Linked DNA regions of Anser cygnoides: region 2 is linked to region 1. A link is a contact called in public Hi-C data. All regions are on one chromosome and are shown on one strand. The core of a region is the stretch at or near the end of the contact, and the rest is flanking DNA. Distances in the headings are between cores, read along the strand shown.

Region 1 (3,604 bases), core at 811-3,310:
TGGAAATGAAAGCACATGGATTATTTCTTCCCACCATCAATGTCTGTCAATTGGCTCCTCCAGATGTACAAATTGAGTCCAGCATCTGCTTTCAAGGGTCTGAGGGAGGGGTACGTGCATGTAAAAATCAGTGGCTGGGGAGGAGGGAGCAGACCTGTGTCCCTCGGGGAGCTGCGGTGTGGAGCTGGTCCTCCTCACCTCCCCATGGCCCATGGGCTGGCCCCAGGCACACGCAGGGAGCTCCAAGCTCCAAGCCCACTGCGTGTCAACCTGAACTTTTGCTCTTCCAATCTGTACTGTAACCAGGATCCCTGACCTGAAAGGCGGATTGTTTGGCTGATACACACAGATAAGTGCCAAGGCTAATTCTAGGAGAAGGGAAGCAGGAGGGGCGGTCAGGAGAGGTAAGGAAGGAGAACAGGAAGGGTCAGTCTGCTCAAGATGCAAGGCACAAGTCCATAGGAAATGAGGCTTCCTTTGCTCTGCTCTTGATGGTTGCTGTTCCTTTTGTGTTGGCTGTTTCTCCTCTGCACACCCTAGGAACCAGCTGCGTTTCCCTCCCAGTCAGGGAAAGGAAATAGCTCAGAGCCAAGGGAACAGCACAGCAACTTAGAGAAACACCTGCATGGCAATGCATCACTTGGGACTTTGCTCCCACTGTGCCTGCACTGGATGTCTGCCCCAGGCCATTCCCACCACAATGGGAGTGATGATTTTGTGCTTTGTGTGTTACGCCTGCAGCAAGGAGAGCGTTGCCTCGATAGTTGCCTTTCAGCTTAACTCTATCCAGAGACCACCAAAGGGCTGGCACTGATGCTGCTGATGTGAGTTCCTGTTGAGTTGTGCTCTTGAAAAGAGGAGGGCAACTAATTTCTGTGGTTGCAGTTTCTAAATACATTTGAAAGGTGAAGGCTTAAATATTCTAGGGAGCCCTAGCATTTATAGTATGGCCTTTACAAGTTTATCTTGGTTGCTTCCTGGTGCCAGTTTGCGTAAGCTGTTGCAGATTTCGCACATTTATCTTTGTAATGCCTTAAGGAAGGAGAGATTTGATTCTTCTTCTGTTCTACAAATGAAAAGCTGAAGCAGAGCTGATGCACAGAAATGCAGCTCATTGTAAAGGAGGGCTTTGGACATAGATCTGTGACGTTCTGGGGTAGTTCTGTCATTTGCTGGTCTGTCCTGTCCATACAACGGTCTGTCCTACTGGCAAGAGAGGACCTCTCCCTGGAGCCCCTGCTGGCCAGCCCAAAGGCAGAGCAGAGCTGCTCCCAGCCTCCTTTCAGGTAGGGGAAAAAGAGGGCTGCCTGGAAGCAACCAGTGCCCTACAAAAAAAGTAAGAGCTGGCAATGCATTTTCTACATTAGACCCTGCTACCAGTGCATAAATAAACATGATACATTTATGGCCTGAACATATCTCAGGATTGTTGCAAGATGTTCCTAGTTCAAAACCGTTAACCATTAGAGGAAGAGACAGATGTATCTGCGGATAGTTTAAGGGGCTGTGTCTATATTTTCTCTTATTGATCGCCTTTTGCCTTCCTGTCTGGAACCCTTTGAGAGATGACTGTGGTGCTGAGATGCACCGTCTCTGTACATTAAAGCTGCCTAGTCTAAGAAAAAAAAATACACAAAAAACACAACTGAAACCCAGCCCATATCTGAAAGCTATGAATTGATAGATTCTTCAGATAGCTCTTCAAATAACTGTAAATTACTCCAGGCTGTTAGAGTTTCATTGTAAGGAGGTTCCTTCCTTGAGTCAGACTTCTTTGCATCACAGTAAAATGCAATTAGATGACGTACATATTGTGGCTTGGAAGCACTTACCATTTTCTTAGCCTTATGTTGTCAACTTTTGCTCAATAACAGGCTTGTGGACTGTGTCACTGTGCCTGTGTTAGCATATATTATCACCATATGGTGTTTCAATAGTGAATAGGAGACATCTATGAGTATGTAAAAGGATGAAATGGAAAAAATATTACAGCAAGATAAGCCTAACATGCTGCTTCACAGCTGACAGTGAGTACTCTAGCTGCCATTTCTATGGGAAATCAATAACGTGTTGCTCCAATGAGTATTACTGTCTTCTCCTGCAGATTTAAAAACAAAACAACAAAACACCAAGAAACAAACAGACAAAAAAAAAACACAGAAGCAGACCTGGCCAGAAAAAAATGAGATTTTGATGCAGGTGTTAGAAATATTTTTGCCAGTGTTTGCAATCTGAGACTGCCCGAGCAAAATAGTTTGTCTTAGCATGAATTCTTTGCACAGAAAGTAGTAGTTTCTTTTGGATAAGTACAGCAAGAACAAGGGCAGTTTGTGCAGTTTTTATGGCATTATACATGTAAAGACAGGTCGGATTGTTGCAGTCATCTTATCTGGTTGTTAGCATAGCCCAGGTCAGCGACCCTGCTATCTTGTCATAAATAGCACCGGTGTTTATCTTTGGGTTGATGTCAGACCGGGTATCTTGTCCCCTTTGGAATGATTTATAAGAAGTCGATGAGAGGCTGCTGCTGTCCCAAGGAGGGAGCCCTGAAGAACTGCCATCTTGCAGACCAGCAAGCACTCCAGTCTTCCTAGGGGCTCAAGCAATTTTGATTCCCGTTTCCAAAGCCATTAGGTTGTGATCCAAGAAGGATTCGGGAAAGATGGGAGGAACAGCTCTATGTCCACCTGTCAGAAAGGCAGGATACGCATGCACTTCCAAATCACAATTATCAAGAGGGGAAGAGAAGGTGTTGGGGTTGATTACTGGGCTGGTTTGCAGAAAGACCAACTGCGTATTCCATGACATAGCTATATAATTAACACTGCGGTCTTAAGAAGTGGTGGATAAGCCACTGTTTTTCAGCTGGGTTTCTTTGAGCAGAGGATATAGTACAAATGTTATGTTGAACTCTCTTTAATCTTTTTTCTGGAAACATTTTGACTCGAGTCCACATCAGAGGCTAATGTCCAAAGTGCAAGAAAGGGGGACCTGGCTGTGGAACAAGGTGGCCGTGAAGGTCACAGTGTTTTATGAGGCCCTGGTGACAGAGAGCTGCTACTGTGCTCGAGACAGCACTCTGCTTAGTATGAAAAGCTGCAGAGCTATCGCATGGAGGATGCAATCGTTTAGTGCTTCTTCAGGCTAAGTGTAGATCACTGTCAGGTCTTGGAGGTATCTGGAAGAATCAGTACCCCAAAGCAGGGCTGTATAACACAACAGCCATTTTTAGCTTTTTGGCAAGACTTGCGTTTGACGAGACTTGGCTTTGACACTGTTGAATAATGTGGTCATTTCTAAGTAACAGCAATAAAACTTTAGGGAACACCTGCTGTTTCTATATTGAACATATGTGTGCGTGCTCATGTAAAATCACAAATGCATGCAGGTCTAGAGAATACAATTCATATTTGGCATCTTTCCTACAAATTGTATTTCAGAACACTTTAAAGTCTTCCTGTAAATAAAGTAATTTCAGAATTGAGCTCATATTAATGAAGAAAAGGAGATGAAGTAAGATACAAAAGCAAAGGATGAAAAAGGGTTGCTTTGTTTCTTTTTTCTTTTCTTTTTTTTTAAAGGCAAAACAGGCATTTGGTGAGTT
Region 2 (3,547 bases), core at 274-2,773, 340 kb before region 1:
GCAGGAAAAAAAAAAAAAAAAAAAGAAATTATTATATTGCAGCACTCAGCCGTGCTGTAGTGCCGAGCTGCGGTCCACGAGCCAGGGCTGTGAAATTCCTCATCACGAAATTCCTCTGGAAAAGCAGCCTGAGCTATAGGTACAGATGAGTGAATAAGAGTAGTCATCTGTGCCTGGGAGATAACGAGAAACAAGAGCTAAATAAAGGGGAGAAACTGATGCCGGCTGGTGCTGTGTGTCCCTGGGACGGGCTGTGCAGGGGGCAGTGGTGTCGGGATGCCATATGGACTCGCAACAGCCCTTTGCAGGATGCTGGGGACAGACCCAGCTGTGTACAAAGTGGCAGGCTGCCTTCTGCTTCTCACAGGGATGGGCAACATGCAAGGTCAAGAAATTCTCTTACTCCCTCATGTGGGAAAAAAAAAAAAAAAAAATGAGTCTTTAAGAAGTAGTTGAGATAAAATGCCTCTGTGCCTGGGCACGAGTATGAACTGAGATCATGTTTTATTGCTTGTCTGTGCACACCATTTCTGGTGATGGTCTCCAGGCCTCAGTGTGCTGGGTCACGTCCCTGTGCACTGACTGCAATTCCCTTGCTGCGGGCGTCACGCAGAGCTCGTGGCTTTTAGCCCAGGAAGGGCCACACTCCCCACGAAGGTAGGCTGAGAGGGCTGGGGGGATGCTTGCGCTGAGAGGTCTCTGGATAAAAAGCAGTTTCTGCAGTAGGATTTGGGTGCAAACCCATGAGAACTGGGGTCTCCCAGTTGCCTGGATAGTTTTTTATTTCTCAGTGATCAAGGCAAGAGATGATGGATACAGATGATGGGTGAGCACACGCAAATATGAAATAATAGAGGCTCTGGTTAATAAAATAGAGGTTTTATTGATTTATTTTGTGTATTATTTTTATTAGTTTTTATTTTAAAATTTATTTCTAATTCTCATCTCTGTCTTTTTATTCATTTATTCCTGCGGCTCGGTTACTGCCGGGATCCTTCCCAAACTCCATCCTCGCCCGCCCTCTCGTGGGCACCCGGCAGAAGGCAGCGGGGCCCCCCCCGGTGCTGGGCGCAGGCGGCGGTGCTGCCAGCAGCGATGGTGCAAAGGGCCCGGCTGTGCACATTTCCACATTTCCACATTTTGGGAAGTGCCAGCTGCGCTGCCTGCATTTAAACCTTCCGTGCTTCAGTGTCAGCACGAGTTTTTCAGCACCAACCCGAGGACTAGGGGATAAATGGGTGAGTGCAGCACCAGCTGAGCCCCAGCACCTTGCCGCATCGCTGCTGGCGACCCCGAAAGTGCTCAGCCCGAGGAAACTCCAATCCCCATTTCTCTACAGGGTTGCCCCACAGCCTGTGCTGGGAAGTGAAATGAGGCAGGTGTCGGCGGCGTGGGAAATGTTTTTCGGTGCTGAAGAAATCTGAAGGGAAACACGACCACATCCCAGTGTTTTGGGCTTGCCTCCGTGTGGGAGGAGGGGGAGATGGATATCAAAGGAGCTGCTCCAACATATTCCGGGAACCTTCCTGGAAAGCGGCCAGCTTGTCAGTTCGCTGCTGCCTGCCCTTCTGAGGCTGGGAGGAACCAACCCCCCTATCTGGAGCTGGGTTTTCAACTGACCCAGTGGCACCGACACGGGCAGGCAGTACCAGGTCACCCTTTGCAGGCTCGGCAGCCCTAAAACGTGCCGTGCAGAGCTGTGTGACTGCTCCCTTGCCTCTACAAACACGGCACATGCGGAGCAAAGCTCACCGGCACGGGCTGGCCGTGCCAGCTGCCTGCGGACCTCTGCCCCCCGGACAGAGAGGGAGAGAGATTGCAATCGCTTCGGCATAGCTGCCTGGAAAAGCCGTGACATCATCGCTATAAAAAAGAAAACAAACACACAAAATCTGTCCCAGGAAGGAAACTCAGCCATGCTCCAGGAAAATACAGTATTTATTTTGCAAACGCAGCTGTGCGGCTCAATGGGGAATGGAGGGCGCGGACACGCAGCCTGCTCGTCCGGGCAAAGCAGCTTCCAAAAGTGCCAGCTGCGGCGGCCTGAAAGGTAGTGGCCTCAAAGGCAGTCAGATCCCAACGGAGAGGGGAGAAACCTAATACTTGTCAAATGGGGCTAGCACTCGGGGAGAGGTTGTGGGTTTGAGGTCCTGCCGCTGGCCGAGGCTGGCCTCAGGAGGAGGCAGAGGCTGCTCAGCCCTTCTCTCCTGGAGTTATATCTTCACCTGCCGGCAGACCCTGGGCACTGGGAAATGAGGAGTGCCCTGCACGCTGGCTTGCCCCCATCTTGCCATTTCCCTCCCGGGCCCTGCTTGTCTCAGCGCCCTGTGTCCCGTGGCACATCCTCCCTGCTCCCTGCAGCTCCTCCTCACCGCTCACAGCCAGGACCTCCCCTTCCCGTTGGCGTTTCAAAATCCTCCTCTGTGAATCACTCCCCCCCAGCCCTGCCCCCCAAAACTGGCCAGGAATTAAGTGAAGGAAACCCAAAGATGAGCTGCACCCAGCTCAGACCCCGAGCCCACCCAGGCCACAAGGAGCAGGGGCCCTGCTCCGGCACAGACGGTGCTGCTCATGCAGCTCTGAGGCCGGTTTTCTGCAGCCAGCTGTGCCCACGTTGCTGCCGTGTGCTCGCAGCGAGCTCTTGCTCTGGAGAATCCCAGCTTCCCGAAGCCCAGGTCCCGCCATGGCTTCACACCCCCCCAGAACACGGACCAAAGGCAGGAGCAGCGGGGAGGGCTCCCCGACCCTGGCACCAGGCCGCGGGGCTGGAAGCCCGGTGCTGCGGGCCAGCCTCTTCCTGGAGGAGGTCAGCGACCCGGCTCCACCGAAATGTTGTGCAAGGAGCTGAACCAGCGGCCCCCTTCCCCGAGCCACCCTGGCAATCGCACAGGTTTCCAGGAAATCCAAACAAATGCCTCAGCCACCTGGGAGCGGGCTCTGCCTTCCCTCTGCCAGCTTATGGCTGCAAACGCACAGAATCCCCCGGAGGTGGCACAGGGGGACGGTGCCCACCAGGACCCGGGGACCTTGCTCCAAGGCCATGCCAGAAGCCACCTCCGCGGGACCCGTCCCAGGGAGCTGCTCAGCCCCTTCGGGGACAGCATCTGGGGCTCAGGGTGCTCCACGAGGAGGAGGGGTAAGAAGAGACCTCTCACCGCACCGTGCTTCACTTTTCTTCATTTTATTCTTTTATTTGTACAGCTATATTTTACAGAACGCATTAATGCAGTTTAGACACAGCCCAAACCCTGTCTCCCGAGATTGTTTATAACACAAGCATGTAAAATAAGACTGAAAAAAAAAAAACAAAACAAACAAACAAACAAAAAAAAACATTCCCCGATAGAGAGTTCCACCAAAACTCCTTTTGCAACATCAGGCTGTACCTTGAAGAAGAAACTGAGCTCAATATAGTCCATACATTGAAAACTTCCATTGAAAAGAAAGGCACCGTGCGAAACCACATTTTACATATATACAGACTGAGAACTAGAACAAAAAAAATTACACTTTATTATTATTTTAAATTCCTTCTGCAGCTTTGTTG

The links. Hi-C and Micro-C count contacts between places; a contact is called where the count stands out from the background.
Region 2: a Hi-C map of liver shows a contact between it and region 1, with 18 times the contacts expected there. The contact joins two enhancer-like sites. A contact is called at or near these places in 2 of 7 Hi-C or Micro-C datasets (both in liver).

What each region holds. Positions count from the first base shown.
Region 1 is chr9:16,014,862-16,018,465 of Taihu_goose_T2T_genome, reverse strand. The region is part of intron 7 of LPP (LIM domain containing preferred translocation partner in lipoma); the gene reads left to right. Among named protein-coding and RNA genes, the nearest start is that of LPP, 180 kb to the left of the region's middle. Within about 2 kb of position 2,060, at least 2 of the 3 cell types and tissues checked have open chromatin away from gene starts, as enhancers often do. A contact at or near this core is called in liver, where this site is marked.
Region 2 is chr9:16,358,672-16,362,218 of Taihu_goose_T2T_genome, reverse strand. It overlaps BCL6 (BCL6 transcription repressor), which reads right to left. Exons shown (of 10, transcript XM_067002297.1): 10 at 3,166-3,547. It also overlaps the pseudogene LOC136791464. Among named protein-coding and RNA genes, the nearest start is that of SST, 4.1 kb to the left of the region's middle. Within about 2 kb of position 1,523, at least 3 of the 3 cell types and tissues checked have open chromatin away from gene starts, as enhancers often do. A contact at or near this core is called in liver, where this site is marked.